Regions from separate parts of the Mus musculus genome. Here region 2 is linked to region 1. The links are chromatin contacts, called in public promoter capture Hi-C maps. All regions are on one chromosome and are shown on one strand. The core of a region is the stretch at or near the end of the contact, and the rest is flanking DNA. Distances in the headings are between cores, read along the strand shown.

The links. Capture Hi-C pulls out chosen DNA fragments and counts their contacts.
Region 2: a promoter capture Hi-C map of adipose tissue shows a contact between it and region 1. The contact joins two enhancer-like sites. A contact is called at or near these places in 1 of 484 Hi-C or Micro-C datasets (nephron progenitors) and 1 of 9 other capture datasets (adipose tissue).

The regions. Positions count from the first base shown.
Region 1 is chr5:107,975,111-107,982,618 of GRCm38.p6, reverse strand. All of the region lies in intron 1 of Dipk1a (divergent protein kinase domain 1A), which reads left to right. Among named protein-coding and RNA genes, the nearest start is that of Dipk1a, 8.2 kb to the left of the region's middle. Within about 2 kb of position 4,163, at least 73 of the 459 cell types and tissues checked have an H3K27ac peak or open chromatin away from gene starts, as enhancers often do. A contact at or near this core is called in adipose tissue, where this site is marked.
Region 2 is chr5:108,243,976-108,251,483 of GRCm38.p6, reverse strand. No RefSeq gene overlaps it. Among named protein-coding and RNA genes, the nearest start is that of Dr1, 21 kb to the left of the region's middle. Within about 2 kb of position 4,818, at least 34 of the 459 cell types and tissues checked have an H3K27ac peak or open chromatin away from gene starts, as enhancers often do. A contact at or near this core is called in adipose tissue, where this site is marked.

The DNA.
Region 1 (7,508 bases), core at 2,914-5,413:
GACTGCATATTACCTAACAATCTACTTAAAGGCATGTGTTCTCTAGTACATGGACTACATATAGTTCAGTAAAGCAGCAAGGAGTGAGGGAAGCAGAAAGGGAAGTGATGAGTTGAGCTGACTCTATGGGCATAGACCTTGTTTTCCCCCACCCCTCTTATAGCTCTCACCAATGCCAGCTCTTTGGTGTAGGGAATTCTTGCTTCCAGGGCAGCAATGCAAGCACAGTGTGCAACCTCTCTAAATAAGTTAGCCAAGCTGCATGTACCTGAGTACCAGTTTTCCCATATCAAGGCATCATTCTCAGAGAAAGCTAATGTATGCCAATATCCTTTGCCACTGTTTTGTTGAAAAATAACCCTGGAAATAACACTCTTTGGATGTGCCAAATGTTGTAGCATAGTGAACCGAGTTAAACTCTTGACTTGGCTCATTGCTCTGTCAACCAGCTTAAATAAACAACTCTTAATTACAGTTAGAGCAGGAGTGTCTCAGGACTCTGCATCGAACCTGCAGTGTTTTTTAATAGTGTGTTATCTACAAATTAGGATCCGCTTTTGTTTGGGGTTTACTACAATTGAGGGAGGGTGACAGATGACACACTAGCCCTGTAATTTGTTGGCTTTAGTGTAAAATACCTGCTTTCTTCTATCATTAAACCCTGGAAGAATGAAAGTTAAGACAGTTTGTGGTAATTTCATATGCTTAGATTATACACATTCTCCATTCCAGCCATTCTGATCATACTGTGCAACATAGAAAAAGATTGTACAATTATAATGAAATTTGAGGACTAAGCTATCTTCCTTTGAAGGTTTTCAAGCCTTTTTAGGCAGATCCACCCCCCCCCCCCCAGGGCTTCTCTGTGACGCCTTGGCTGTCCTGCAGCTTTCGCTGTAGACTAGACTGACCTCACAGAGATCTGCCTGCCTCTGCCTCCCAGTACTGGGATTAAAGGCGTGCACCATCACCACAACCCAGTGGTAGCAGTTTTAAATTTTGGGATGTTCTGTCCAAAATAAGTGCTCTGGCATTTTTAATATCTGTTCAGTCAGGGCTGTCATGAATGAATGGATAAACATTTTTGTTCTTAACTCTTTGAGAGAGTCCCCCTATGTAGCCTTGACTGGTCTGGAACTCTCCATATGTATCAGGGTAGCCTTGAACTTGTGGCAGCCCTCCTGCTTCTGGGATTACAGGTATATACCATCACATCTATCAATGGCCTGCTTTAGACTTTGGAACCTACTCAACATTAGACTGTTGGAACTTATTAAACATTTCTTTTGTTGTTTGTATTTTGAGATAGAACTGTATTTTGGCTGTTCTTGGCCTTTCTTCCCTCAGTTCCCAAGTGCTGGTATTATAAGCATGGCACCTATTATTTAAAATTTCTAATACCTGGAATTTTGACTTCTATTAGTACCATTTTCCAAACAGTTTGGTTTTTGTGTGTTTTAATATGGATATTTTGTAGAATTTAGTGCTAGGGAGAGTTTTTGACATATCAGTGGTAGCTGTTACAATGTAGACAAATGCTAGAGTAAAAGTAAGATGGTCTCTGAATGTTGGAGTAGGTGGTTCTGTATTCCTAAAAGGTGGCAGAGGGAAAAACCCATGTCTTGACCTTTGCCTGAAAAGAAATCTCTCGAGCTATAATTAGCTCTCTGAAGTTGTGAGTGTACAGAGAATGTGCATGACTGATACTGCTTTACATTTAAGTGTACGCCTGCAGTCCCAGGATTTAGGAGGCCAAGGAAGATTGAGAATTGTAACCTATCCTGGGCTACCTGGTGTAACATTGTCTCAAAAAAAAGAAAGGAAGAAAGAAAGAAAGAAAGAAAGAAAGAAAGAAAGAAAGGAAGAAAGGAAGAAAGAAAGGAACAAGTGAATCAAAAAGAAAATTTAAACATAGAAGTAGTGTGTAGCTACATTATCATGCTTCTTGAGAACCATAAATGATTAATTTTGTAGCAATTTTTCCAAACTTACAGACTTGAAAACTGCTTTTATGTGCATGGGTATTTTGTGAATGGTACCTGTAGAGGCCAGAAGAGAGCATTGGATCTCCTGAAACTGGAGTTACAAATGGTTGTTAGCTACCAATTGGGTACTGGGAATTTAATTTGGATCTTCTAAAAAAGCAGTCATATTCTTAACTGCTGAGCCATCTTTCTAGCCTTCATAGTACCCTTTTTGTTGTTTGTTTGTTTGTTTTTTTATATAGGATCTCGATATTTAGCTCGGGCTGTTTGAAACTCACTATGTAGACTGATCGTGAATTTACAGAGATCTCCCTGTCTCTGCCTCTGGTGCTGGGATTAAAGGCATATGCCACCACATTCAACAACTTAAATATTTTTAAGTGTACTCTATGCACTTTGAGTGTATCAGACCTATAAAACTTTTTCATCTTGCAAAGTTGAAACTCCACCCATTGAAATTCTCCCTGTTTCCTTCTAGTCTCTGACCCCACCCTAGTCCTTGGTAACCACATCCTATTTTCTGTTTCTATTAGTTTGACTCTCTTAAAATATCTTGTGTAAATAGAACCCTGCAGTATTTCCCACCCGTTACCTCCTCTCCTGTCCTCCCTTCCTCTCCTTTTCTCTTTCTCCTCCAGTTCCTATCCTCCACTTCTTTCCTCCTCTTCTCTCCCTTCTCCTCCTTCCTCTTCCCCTCTCTCCTTTCTTGAAAAACAAAACAAACAAAAATATTAATAGCACCCCCCCATGTTTACTCCCTCTCTCAAGACAGGGTTTCTTCACTGTGTAGCTGTGGCTATCCTGGAGCTCAGTCTGTAGACCAGACTGTCCTCGAACTCAGAGGTCTGCCTGCCTCTGCCTCCAAGTGCTGGGACTAACTATGTTCATTACCACCATCCAGCTTAATGCCTTTTTGTGTTATTAGAATAACTAGTATTTTAGTTAGTATGTAGAGTAATAGGTTCATTGTGACATTTTCATCTTTGTCATGTGTATTATTGTGCTTTGTTCATATCCTTGCCTCCATCACCCATGTCTCCTCTCTCCTCATTTTCCTTTTCTGCCTCTTTTTTTTTTTTTTTTTTTTTTTTTTTTTTTTTTTGGTTTTTTGAGACAGGGTTTCTCTGTGTAGCCCCGGCTGTCCTGGAACTCACTTTGTAGACCAGGCTGGCCTCGAACTCAGAAATCCGCCTGCCTCTGCCTCCCAACTGCTGGGATTAAAGGCGTGTGCCACCACGCCCGGCTCCTTTTCTGCCTCTTAAATAGTGGTATGTGTTTCTATAATCTGAAAATGAGAAAAAAATGTGCAATACTTGATCTTTCCTCTTTTGTTCCCCTCTCCTTCCTTCTAACCCCTTCCTTCCTTTTAATTATATTCACATCTCATGTATATTTAAATATTTAAATCTAGATCTACATATAGAGAGAATGCTTAGTGCTTATCTTCCTGGTTTCTTAGTAAATCTTCATACTATTCTTCATAGTGGTTATACTTTTTCCTCCACATTCCTGCCAGTGGTGTGCAAGGACTCCAGTTCTTTCATACTCTATTTAGCTTTTGCTGTTTTCTGTTTCTGGATTGTCATCTATCTTGAATCTCTTCCCCATTTCTTCTAGGGTTCATCTCTAATTATAGGAGAAAGTGATGTGACCAGATTCTGAAGAGTGCATTTGCTAAATAACACATGAATGCACTGTAGCCTTCTGTTCTGCTGGCCTAGCAGAACAGCCTGCTCTACCGGTACAGAAGCACCCTCCCATCTTGTTCTAGCAACATCTTCCCCAAGGGGCAAATCTGGCTGGGCCTCCCTCCTTTGTACTTGTCCTTCAGTGGACTCGCTTTTTCCCTCCTAGTGGCCTTCCTTTACCTCAGGAGACCTGGTTCTGTGGAGAACATGGCCCTTTGTTCCAGCAGACCTGAGAAACTTGACTTTTCCAAACATACTAGCATGCTACTCAGTCTTCGTGTCTACTCAGTCCTTTCCTCTTTGCTTTAAGTTAGTTTTAATTTTTCTCTTGTAGTGCTGTGGATTGCAGCAGGAGCATGTGCATGCTAGACAAGTGCTCTGCCCCTTAACCGCTTCCCCAGTTCTAGTGTTCCTCTTCGTCCTGTAGAGCGCTTCCTCTGCCAAGTCTTTATATCTGCTTACCTGGTTTATTCTCTCTTATCTTTTAAGTCTCAACTCAAAGAGGAAGTAACCTTTGAACATCCCTCTCTAAGACCTACAGACTCTAAGCAAATGATAGCCAGTATCTCTTACAAGATACTGAAGCATCTTGGGCTTTTTCCTATCTTTTCTCAAAGGTGTGAGCTGCTTGAGAGCTGAAATGTCCATTTCCTCTCTGTCTGCTTTGTCTGGCTCAGGGTAGGTGGCCAATAAATGTTTGTGGGGTACAGTGAATGTGCTTAAACATTTATAGAGATACGGAGGGGTTTTTCTGGGGAAATGGGCCAGGAGTGTTTGCTGTATGTATACCCAGCTGTTGTTGCTGAGATCACACAGGCACCCCCACAGCTGGTTCATGGTATAGAGTCTTGTGGAACTGATTAGATACATTAATCCCTTATGTGAAAGAATGTGTACACAGTAAGTAAAAGCACACAGCTGGTCATATCCTACAAGCCTTAATTGCCTCTTGCCACTTCTATCTGATCTGCTTTACTCCCAAAGCCTGTCTGGTAGCTATACTTCTAACTGCTAATTGCGTCTGTTGCTGTGAAGAGATACCATGACCACAGCAAATCTTATAAAGGAAAACTTTTAATTGGCTCATTATCATCATGGCAGGAAGCATGGAGGCACACAGGCAGACATGAAGCTGGAGAGATAGCTGAGAGTTCTACATCTAGATCAGCAAACAACAGGAAGAGAGGGAGAGAGACAGTGGGTCTGGCTTGAGCATTTGGAACCTGAACGCCTACCCCAGGGACATACTTCCTTTAAAAAGGCTACACCTACTCCAACAACCCCATACCTCCTAGTAATGCTGTTTCCTATGAGCTTGTGGGGGCCATTTATATTCAAACCACCATGCTGGCCTTTGACTCCCGGAGTTTCACCTGAGTCCTCCATGGTCATATAAACAATACACTTGGCTTTAACTTTTCAATACATTTTTATTCAGATATAGTTGTGTGTATATGTGTGTGTGATTGCATATGTGCTATAGCATACACATGAAGGGCCAGCTGTTGCAGGAGTTGTTTTTTTTCTTCCACTTTTTCCATGAAGTAAACATGAGACCTATAGACTGAAGCTTGTAGTTACCACCTGAGGTAGCAGACCTTAGCAGTTCCTCTGTTATTAAGCACACTAGTAGGAGAATTTTTCCCTTCCCAGAGAATACCACATATTTGCCACCTGGAAAGAAAATGTGACATTTGCAAATTGCCTAGGTTTGGTTGCTTTTTGACATATATGTTAGAGAAGAATGGCTAGCTCTAATAAAATGCAAGTTATGTTTGAGAGCATTACGAACTTTCTTCCGTGAGTTTCTTGCTGAATGATTGCCTATGCTCAGCTGTCGATGCAGTTTTTCCCAGTTATCTGCTCCTCAAGTCCATGTGACCTGAGCGAGTTGAAGAGCATCGAGCCACTCAAATAATGAAAAGGACGCTCACCTCCAGAGAAAGAGGAAAGAAAGGTGGAAGTGGGTGTTGATATTGTGTGTCTTAAAAAGGCAAAGCTGCCAGGCGGTGGTGGCACACGCCTTTAATCCCAGCACTTGGGAGGCAGAGGCAGGCAGATTTCTGAGTTCAAGGCCAGCCTGGTCTACAAAGTGAGTTCCAGGACAGCCAGCAGGGCTATACAGAGAAACCCTGACTCAAAAAAACAAAACAAAAACAAAACAAAGCAACAACAAAAAAAGGCAAAGTTGATGGTCCTAGCATCCTGCAATTTATGTCTTGAGACCCAACAGAATCATTGTTTGTTGTGGCCCAAGATAAAAGAAATCTTTAATTTTAGTATTCCCTAAAATGCGATTCCATAAATAGTATTCAGTGCAGACCTAGTTTGTATGCTAAGATTACATTTTTTTTTTCTCTCTCTAGGGTTAAGATAATGACCCTTGGGCTCCCAGGCTTCCAACATTAATAACGACTGGATACTTTTCTTATATACTATAAGTTCTTTATAATCAGGCACTGGCTGTCCTGTTGTAATGTGTTTCCTTTGGGGGGGGGGTGGGGTGGGATGGTTTTTTTTGTTGTTGTTGTTTTTGTTTTTTTTTTTGTTTGTTTTTTTCGAGACAGGGTTTCTCTGTGTAGCCCTGGCTGTCCTAGAGCTCACTTTGTAGACCAGGCTGGCCTCGAACTCAGAAATCCGCCTGCCTCTGCCTCCCTAGTGCTGGGATTAAAGGCGTGCGCCACCACGCCCGGCTTTTTTTTTTTTTTTTTTTTTTCTTTTTAAAAACAAACAAGCATACAAGGTATTACTTTGTTAGCTCAGTCTGGTCTGAAACTCATGAATGTAGCCCAGGCTAGTCTCAAATTCCTTCCTCAGCCTCCTGAGTGAGATTAAAGGACAGCACCACCATATCTGACTTTTCTTTAATTAAAAACAAATGCCTTGCCCTGTGCTGTAGGCCACACTCTGCCCAGCTCACTCTTTCAGTGAACTTAGTAAGTATAATTTTTTTCTAGGTGTTTTCTTTTTCTTTCTTTCTTTTTTGTTTTCTTAAAGATTTATTTATTTTACTTTATGTATATGAGTGTACTGTAGATGGTTGTGAGCCATCATGTGGTAGCTGGGCATTGAATTCAGGCCCCACTCTGGCCCAAAGATTTTATTTATTATTATATCTAAGTACACTGTAGCTGTCTTCAGACACACCAGAAGTGGGTGTCAGATCTCATTACAGGTGGTTGTGAGCCACCATGTGGTTGTGGGATTTGAACTCAGGACCTTTGGAAGAGCAGCCCGTGCTTTTTTTTTTTTTTTTTTTTAAAGATTTATTTATTTAATTATATGTTAAGTACACTGCAGCTGTCTTCAGACACTTTTTTTTTCCTTCTCGCTCTGGCCCCATTGCCTTGCTGTAGCTGTCTTCAGACATCCCAGAAGAGGGTATCAGATCTCATTATAGATGGTTGTGAGCCATCATGTGGTTGCTGGGATTTGAACTCACGACCTTTGGAAGAGCAGTCGGGGCTCTTAACCGCTGAGCCATCTCTCCAGCCCTTCTAGGTGTTTTCTAATAGACTTGATTTTTTTTTTTCCTGGCACAACCTGCCTTTGTCATAGTGCCATTTTCTTTTCTGTACTCTTGGCTATATTTTATGTTTTGAATCCCCCACTTTTAAAAATTAGAACCAATACCCCTCCACTCTCTAGACCCCATGGATTTTCTGGGCTTGCAACACCTCATCTTCTTGGGATTCCTTTTTCCCTCTGGGTTGGACTCACAGTTTTCAGGATCCTGAGTTTTCGTCTATCCTGGTCTATGTTTTCATCTTACTAGGGCGGTAATCCTGAAATGAGCTCTAAAGGAAGCATGTGAGGGAAGTGAACCTTCTGCGTG
Region 2 (7,508 bases), core at 3,569-6,068, 270 kb before region 1:
GAGGAGAAAAACACACATTAGGCATGGAGTCTGAGACCAGGAATTTACAGCATGATGAAAGCAGGAAGCAAACTAGGCTGGAAGATAGATAACCTGCCAGTCTGCCCGGCTCCACACACTTTCACTGCCAGTCACCCAGCCAAGGAGGGCAGGACAGTGTTCAGCTGAGTGCACCACCAGAGGATTTGCTTGGGCCTACAGAGACAGGCACCTTCAGCCTTCCCAGTCTTTGTGCAGCAATTGCCTGCCAATGACGGTATTCCTGCCCATAATGAATTGACCTAGTGTTGGATAGAAATGCTAGATCTAAAACATTTTTAAAAGGCTGTGTGTACTGTACGGCTTACCTCCTCTTCTTGTAAAAGAAATGCTAGATAACTGGGCAACACGGCATAGGGTTATCCTACAAGACTGCAAGGGATTGGTGTCAGCTCTCTTGGAAGCAGGACAGCAATTAAAATGATTGTTGTGGTGGAGGCACAAAGCCACAAAAATAGAAAAACGAAGTGTAGCAAGGGCAGTAATGCCACTAAAGACCAGCTTCTTGGTGAAGGGCAGTATGCTGACTTCTAAGAACAAATCTGGCCTGTTTGTTGATGGTGTAATTGAACAATGTCATGTTGCAGCTTTAAGAGCTTGGGATATGATTGAGGAGTCTGGGGAAAAATCCATCTCATTTACTAAGATAATCGGTGTCCTGGAGAAACCTTTACAGAATTTTTACAGAGGTTGGGATCAGCTGCGAATAGAGCCATATCAGACTCTGGAACCAGACAGCCTTTGATAGAAATAATTGGCATTTGAAAATGCAAATACTGAACGTAAGAGAGCAATCAGACCATTGAAAGCCCAAGGAGCCCCAGTAGATGAATGGATAAGGGAGTCACCTGGTATTGGCTCCTAGAAGCATAATGCTAATATCATTGGACAAATCATAGCTAGAAATTTCAGGAATCAAAATATCCAATGTTTTGTGGTGAATTTGGTCATTTACAAAGAAATTGTAGGGTTAGAAGATTCAGAGTTCATAATAGCAGGCGCACTGACTCCTGAGAACATAGTATTTGTAGTCGAGAATAAGCAGGTTCTGGTTGCTATGAGCCACAAAGCATTTCAGGGAATCATAGCTGCTGAAGAAAGGGCAAACACCGGTCTAAAGACTGTCAGTCAAAGAGAGGCATACAAAGTAACTTCTTGTCACCAGGCAATGAACCAAGGGGCCACAGCAAACACACCTTTGGCCCCTAAAATGGTTATCAAGCCAGCCTGTCTGGCAAGAGCAGTGGCCCATGACATAAGAAAAGTTGCAGGTACTTGAGCAACTGGTTCAAGAGAAGCAGGAGGCTCAAAATATAGGAGTCATCAGTCCATGGAATTCTCCTGTGTTTGTTGTAAAAAAGAAATCAGGAAAATGGAGGATGAAAATGGATTTAAGAGCAGTTAATAAGGTAATTCAACCAATGGGTCCTTTACTGCCTGGACTCACTTTAACATCTTTGTTATCAAAATCATATAATAATAACTGACTAGAAAGACTGATTTTTCACAATACCCCTGCATCAGCAGGATAGGGAAAGATTTGCTTTCTCAGTACTAATCTGAATAATAGTCATGCATTATAGAGACACCACTGGAAGTCACTTCCACAGGGAGGGTTAAGTAGTCCAACTTTATGCCAGTATTTGTTCAACAACCATTAGAAATAATTTGTAAGTAATTCCCTCAATCTAGCATTTATTATTATATATATGACATTCTGTTGGCTGATTCTGATGAAGATGTTTTAGAGAATATGTTGAAGGTAACACAAAGAATTCTGCCATGCAAAAGACACTGTCAATAAGACAAAAAGGCCACCAACAGATTGGAAAAGGGTCTTTACCAATCCTAAATCCAATAGGGGACTAATATCCAAGATATACAAAGAACTCAAGAAGCTGGACTCCAGAAATCCAAATAACCCTATTAAAAATGGGGTACAGAGCTAAACAAAGAATTCTCACCCGAGGAATACCGAATGGCTGAGAAGCACCTGAAAAAATATTCAACATCCTTAATCATCAGTTAAATACAAATCAAAACAACCCTGAGATTCCACCTCACACCAGTCAGAATGGCTAAGGTCAAAAACTGACAGCAGATGCTGGCGAGGATGTGGAGAAAGAGGAACACTCCTTCATTGCTGGTGGTATTGCAAGCTTGTGCAACCACTCTTGAAATCAGTTTGGCGATTCCTCAGAAAATTGGACATAGAACTACCGGAAGATCCAGCTATACCTCTCCTGGGCATATATTCAGAAGATGTTCCAATTTGTAATAAGGACACATGCTCCACTATGTTCATATCAGCCTTATTTATAATAGTCAGAAGCTGGAAAGAACCCAGATGTCCCTCAACAGAGGAATGGATACAGAAAATGTGGTACATTTACACAATGGAGTACTACTCAGCAATTAAAAACAATAAATTTATGAAATTCTTAGGCAAATGGATGGGTCTGGATTGTATCATCCTGAGTGAGATAACCCAATCACAAAAGAATACACATGAAATGCATTCACTGATAAGTGAGTATTAGGCCAGACATTTAGAATAACCAAGATACAATTTGCAAAACACATGAAACTCAAGAAGAAGGAAGACCAAAGTGTGTATAATTCGTTCCTTCTTAGAATGGGGAACAAAATACCCATGGAAGGAGTTACAAAGTTCGGAACTGAGACTGAAGGAAGGACCATCCAGAGATTGCCCCACTCGGGGACCCATCCCATAAACAATCACCAAACCTAGACACTATTGCATATGCCAGCAAGATTTTGCTGACAGGACCCTGATACAAGCTGTCTCCTGTGAGGCTATGCCAGAGGCTGGCAAATACAGAAGTGGATGCTCACAGTCATCTATTGGATGGAACATAGGATCCTCAATGAAGGAGCTAGAGAAAGTACCCAAGGAGCTAAAGGGGTCTGCAACCCTATAGGTGGAACAACAATATGAACTTGTGTTTCTAGCTGCATATGTAGCAGAGGATGGCCTAGTCAGAGGAGAGTCCCTTGGTCTTGTGAAGATTCTATGCCCCAGTACAGTGGAATGCCAGGGCCAGGAAGTGGGAGTGGGTTGGTTGAGAAGTACGGTTGAGGAGAGGGTATATGGGACTTTCAGAGAGGAAACTAGGAAAGGGGATAGTATTTGAAATGTAAATGAAGAAAATATTTAAAAAAAAAAGAAAGAAAGAAAGAAAAAAGAAAAAGAAAAGAATTCTGCCACGCTGGAAATTACAGATTGCTCCAGTGTAAAATACAATGGGAGATTCACTTAGTTATTTGGGTTATAAAATCAGTTGACAAAATATTCAACCACAAAAGGTATAGATCCATAGGGACCAATGCAAACTCTTAACAATTTTCAAAAATTAATAGGAGATATTAAATGATTGAGGTGTACAGTTGGATTAAGTACATAAGAATTAAGTAATTTGTTTCAAGCATTACAAGGAGATTCAAATTTGAACAGTCCAAGATGCCTAACAACTGAAGCAGAAAAAGAGTTAACTCCGGTAGAACAAAGACTACAAGAGGCATATGTGGATAGAATCAATCCTAAACTTGATAATAAACTGCTCATTTTGCCTTCAACTTCTTCTCCTGTTGGGCTCATTATGCAAAGAGAAGATAGTATTATGGAATGGATTTTCTTAGCTCATAAACAAGGTAAAAAATTGAAGACATATATAGAAAAGATTTCTGAATTAATTATAAGAAGTAGAATAAGATTTCATCAAATGTCAGGAACAAAGCTGGCTGAAATTGTAGTGACTCTTACAAATGCTGAGATTATATCATCATGGGTGATCAATGAAGATTGGCAAGAGTTTGTAGCAACTATTTGGGTGAGATTAATAGAAAATATCTTAAAAGCGTATACAGTTTATAAAAAGAACTAAATGGATTTTTCCATATGTAGTAAAGAGAACATCAATTCTAGAGGCACTGACATTTTATACTGATGGAAAAAATAGGGATGGCAAGTTATAAGTCAGACAAAATAAACAAGGTTATCAAAATTCCATATACATCTGTTCAAGAATCAGAATTGTATGCAAGCCTTATGTTATTATTAGATTATCCTGAATCTGTTAACATAATTACTGATTCTTTATATGCAGAAAGAGTTGTTTTGCACACAGAGACTGCTGAATTTGATAACTCATTTAACTTTGTTATTTATACGACTGCAACAAGCCATCAGAAGTAGAAACCATCCATTATGTATTATTCAGGTTTGCCAGGTGCATTAGCTCACGGAAACAAAGACATCGACGAATTATTAATAGGAAATGTGTTAGAAGCCTCAAAATTTCATGAGAAACAAAATTTTAACAGGAAAGGTTTAAAGAAAAAAACTTCCACCACTTGGCAACAAGACAAAGAAATTAATAATAATAATAATAACAACAATGTCCTTCGTGTTCTCTCCATCACCAAACTCCTGCAGGTAGTAACCCCAGGGGTACCAAGGGAAATGGCATCTAGCAGATGGGTGTTTTCCATGTTATAGAATTTGGAAAACAGAGGTATACACCATACCATTGACATGTACTCAGGGTTTCAATGTTCTGAAAGGCTGATTGTGCAATTACACATTTATTGCAAATAATGGCAATCATGGGGATATTTGCCCCACCATCCTTTAATTCAATCTCTAAAATTACAAACTGTCATCTTCCCTAAAAGATTTTCTGCACAGCTCCTGACGGATGTGGTTACTAATTTTTTTTTTAACAGATGGCTCTGCTTCTGGTATGGCAGTGGTATTTTCCTCTAACAAAATGTTCCAAAACCTAACTACTTTCACTTCTGCTCAAAAGGTCAAAATTGCTACAGCTATACTTGCTTTTTGAAATTTTGCCAACTCCACTTCTCAACCTTTATACAGATTGCATGTTGCATGACTGTTTCCAGTCATTGAGAGTGCTATTATTAATCACAACAAAAAAAAAACAAAATAATGACCTTTTAATGGAATTACAAACTCTGGTTCAGGGCCGGGAATTCCCCCACTTTGTAACTCATGTTACAGCTCACCCTTCTCCTCCTGGAGTACTAGCAGAGGGTAATCGTGCTGCTGACATTAACCACTCAATTAGCCTTGGCAATCATTACACCACCAGAAAAAGCGAAGGATGCTCATGAGGTCCATCATCAAAACTCTCACGCTCTCCAAGTTTCATATTCCTAGAAAGGCAGCATGTCAAACTTAAGCAATGCCCTGCCTATCTATCTATTCAACCAACTTTGGAAATAGATATCAACCCTCATGGTTTGCACCCAGGGTAAGTCAAGTGAATGTAAGATGTTGATACCTTTTCACATGTCCTAATGCCACAGACCAATCTGAAGAGGCTTTGAAGGATGTTGTTCAGCACACGTTTTTCTGTTTCTCCTTTTTGGGTATTCCTTCCCATGTTAAATCTGATAGAACCCTTGTGTATTCTAGCAAAGACTTTGCCACCTTCTGTGTGACTTTTAAAGATTTATTTATTTTATGTGTATAATTACACTGTAGCTGTACAGATGGTTGTAAGCCTTCATGTGGTTGTTGGGAATTGAAGTTTTAGGACCTCTGCTTGCTCCAGTTGGCCCTACTTGCTCAGTCCCTGCTTGCTCCAGCTCAAAGATTTATTTATTATTATACATGATAAATGTACACTGTGTACACTGTAGCTGTCTTCAGACACACCAGAAGAGGATGTCAGATCTCATTACAGGCGATTGTGAACCGACATATGGTTGCTGGGATTTGAACTCAGGACCTTTGGAAGAGCAGTCCGTGCTTTTACCCACTGAGCCATTTCGCCAGCCCCTCTGTGCTACTTTTAAAGTTAGACATACAACTGGCATACCATGCAACCCTCTAGGTCAAACCACTGTAGAATGCTTACATTAAGGCCCAACATCATTTCAAAGATGGGAACTTAAATATTATTCTCCTGCATATCTGCTTTCCCATGCCCTTTTTGTCTTAAATTACTTAAATAAAGGAAGCGATGTCTTGACTGCTATGACCACTGGGCACAAAAAGACATAAAGCCTTTGGTACTGTGGTAGGATTTGCTGATGGCACAATGAAAAGGCCTGGATGTCCTTTTGATGTCTGGTTGAGGCTATGCTTGTATTTTTCCTACAGATGTAGAATCCCCATCTGGGTCCCACATGTCAAACCAGCCACTCCACCTAATGGCTCCCAATAGAAGGAAAGTGCACAAATGCCATCATCCCCCACGGAATGATCCAGTGTCCCCACCAACAGCAACAGCTCAGTTCATGGATCACTTCCTGGATCAGTTACTCTAACAGTTACACAGAGGGGACAGATCCCTAACTGGGGACAGCTGAAGTTATTATCTGAAGGGGCCACAGTTTTATCTCTCATTAATACCATAAAATATTCTTGTTGGCATGTTTTCTCTATTAACAGTTAAACCCTGATGTTTGGTTTCTTAAGCTATATTTGCCACACCTGTATGATGATAGTCATTTTGAATATGAACTGTCTCTGCTGAGCAAGTTGCCTAAATGCAAAGAAGCCAAACAAATGGACTTCATTTGGGATATGGCACCTATTGTGGCTACCCAAAGTGGTTTTCTTGTGGCTTTTCTAATTTAGTTTTCTATACTACCTTCAAGAAGATTTGGGCTTGATCAGTGAATAGTCCTTATCATGACTACCAGAAATATCTCAAAGAGCACAGCTTTATACAAGATAAACACACACTATGCCTAACGAGATTTTGGCACCTGATACCTTCTGGGGTGGGTAATGCCAAGTTATCACCCCTTTAAAGCATTAAAGCAATGCCTATGCAGGATGGTCTGCTCTGCTTGTTTGCCGCCACACTCAAGGTTACGCTCATAAGGCCTAGAAGTAACTAACCTTCAACAAGCACTCCAGTTGCAGCTTGTGTTTCTTCTCCCTTCTCCATCTTGTATAAGGATCCAACAGGCATAATAGAGATAAAGGGTATTATGGGAGTTTACTCATCTATGTTGGCTATACAATGGCAAACTGCATTAGCTCCACCAGCAAGGACACCTTCCTTATGCGGAGACAGCCACAGCCGAATCAGTTATGTTTATTGTTAATGTGTCGGAGTCCTGGTTATCAAATACAGGTATTGAGGCCTTACATAGGGCTGCTCTATCTTTAAAATTCGGGAAGAGATTTTGTTGCAGCTTTGACACTAGATGTTTCTGCTATAATTTCCAGTTTCCAGTTTTGCTATGGTGACCACATACTTAGTGAAGGGGTTACACACTGGCAATCATGTGGACCAGCTTCTCAGGAACATTTTCTTAGCCTTAATAGAACATAGACAGAGGGCTGCAAGGTAGAGTGAATGCCTTGGAAGAGGCTGTTCTCTTTATGGGAAATCAGATCCAGAATATAAAAACAGACTTTCTGTCCAACGTCACTCTTTTTAAATGGGTTTGTGTGACACCCCTGCAAT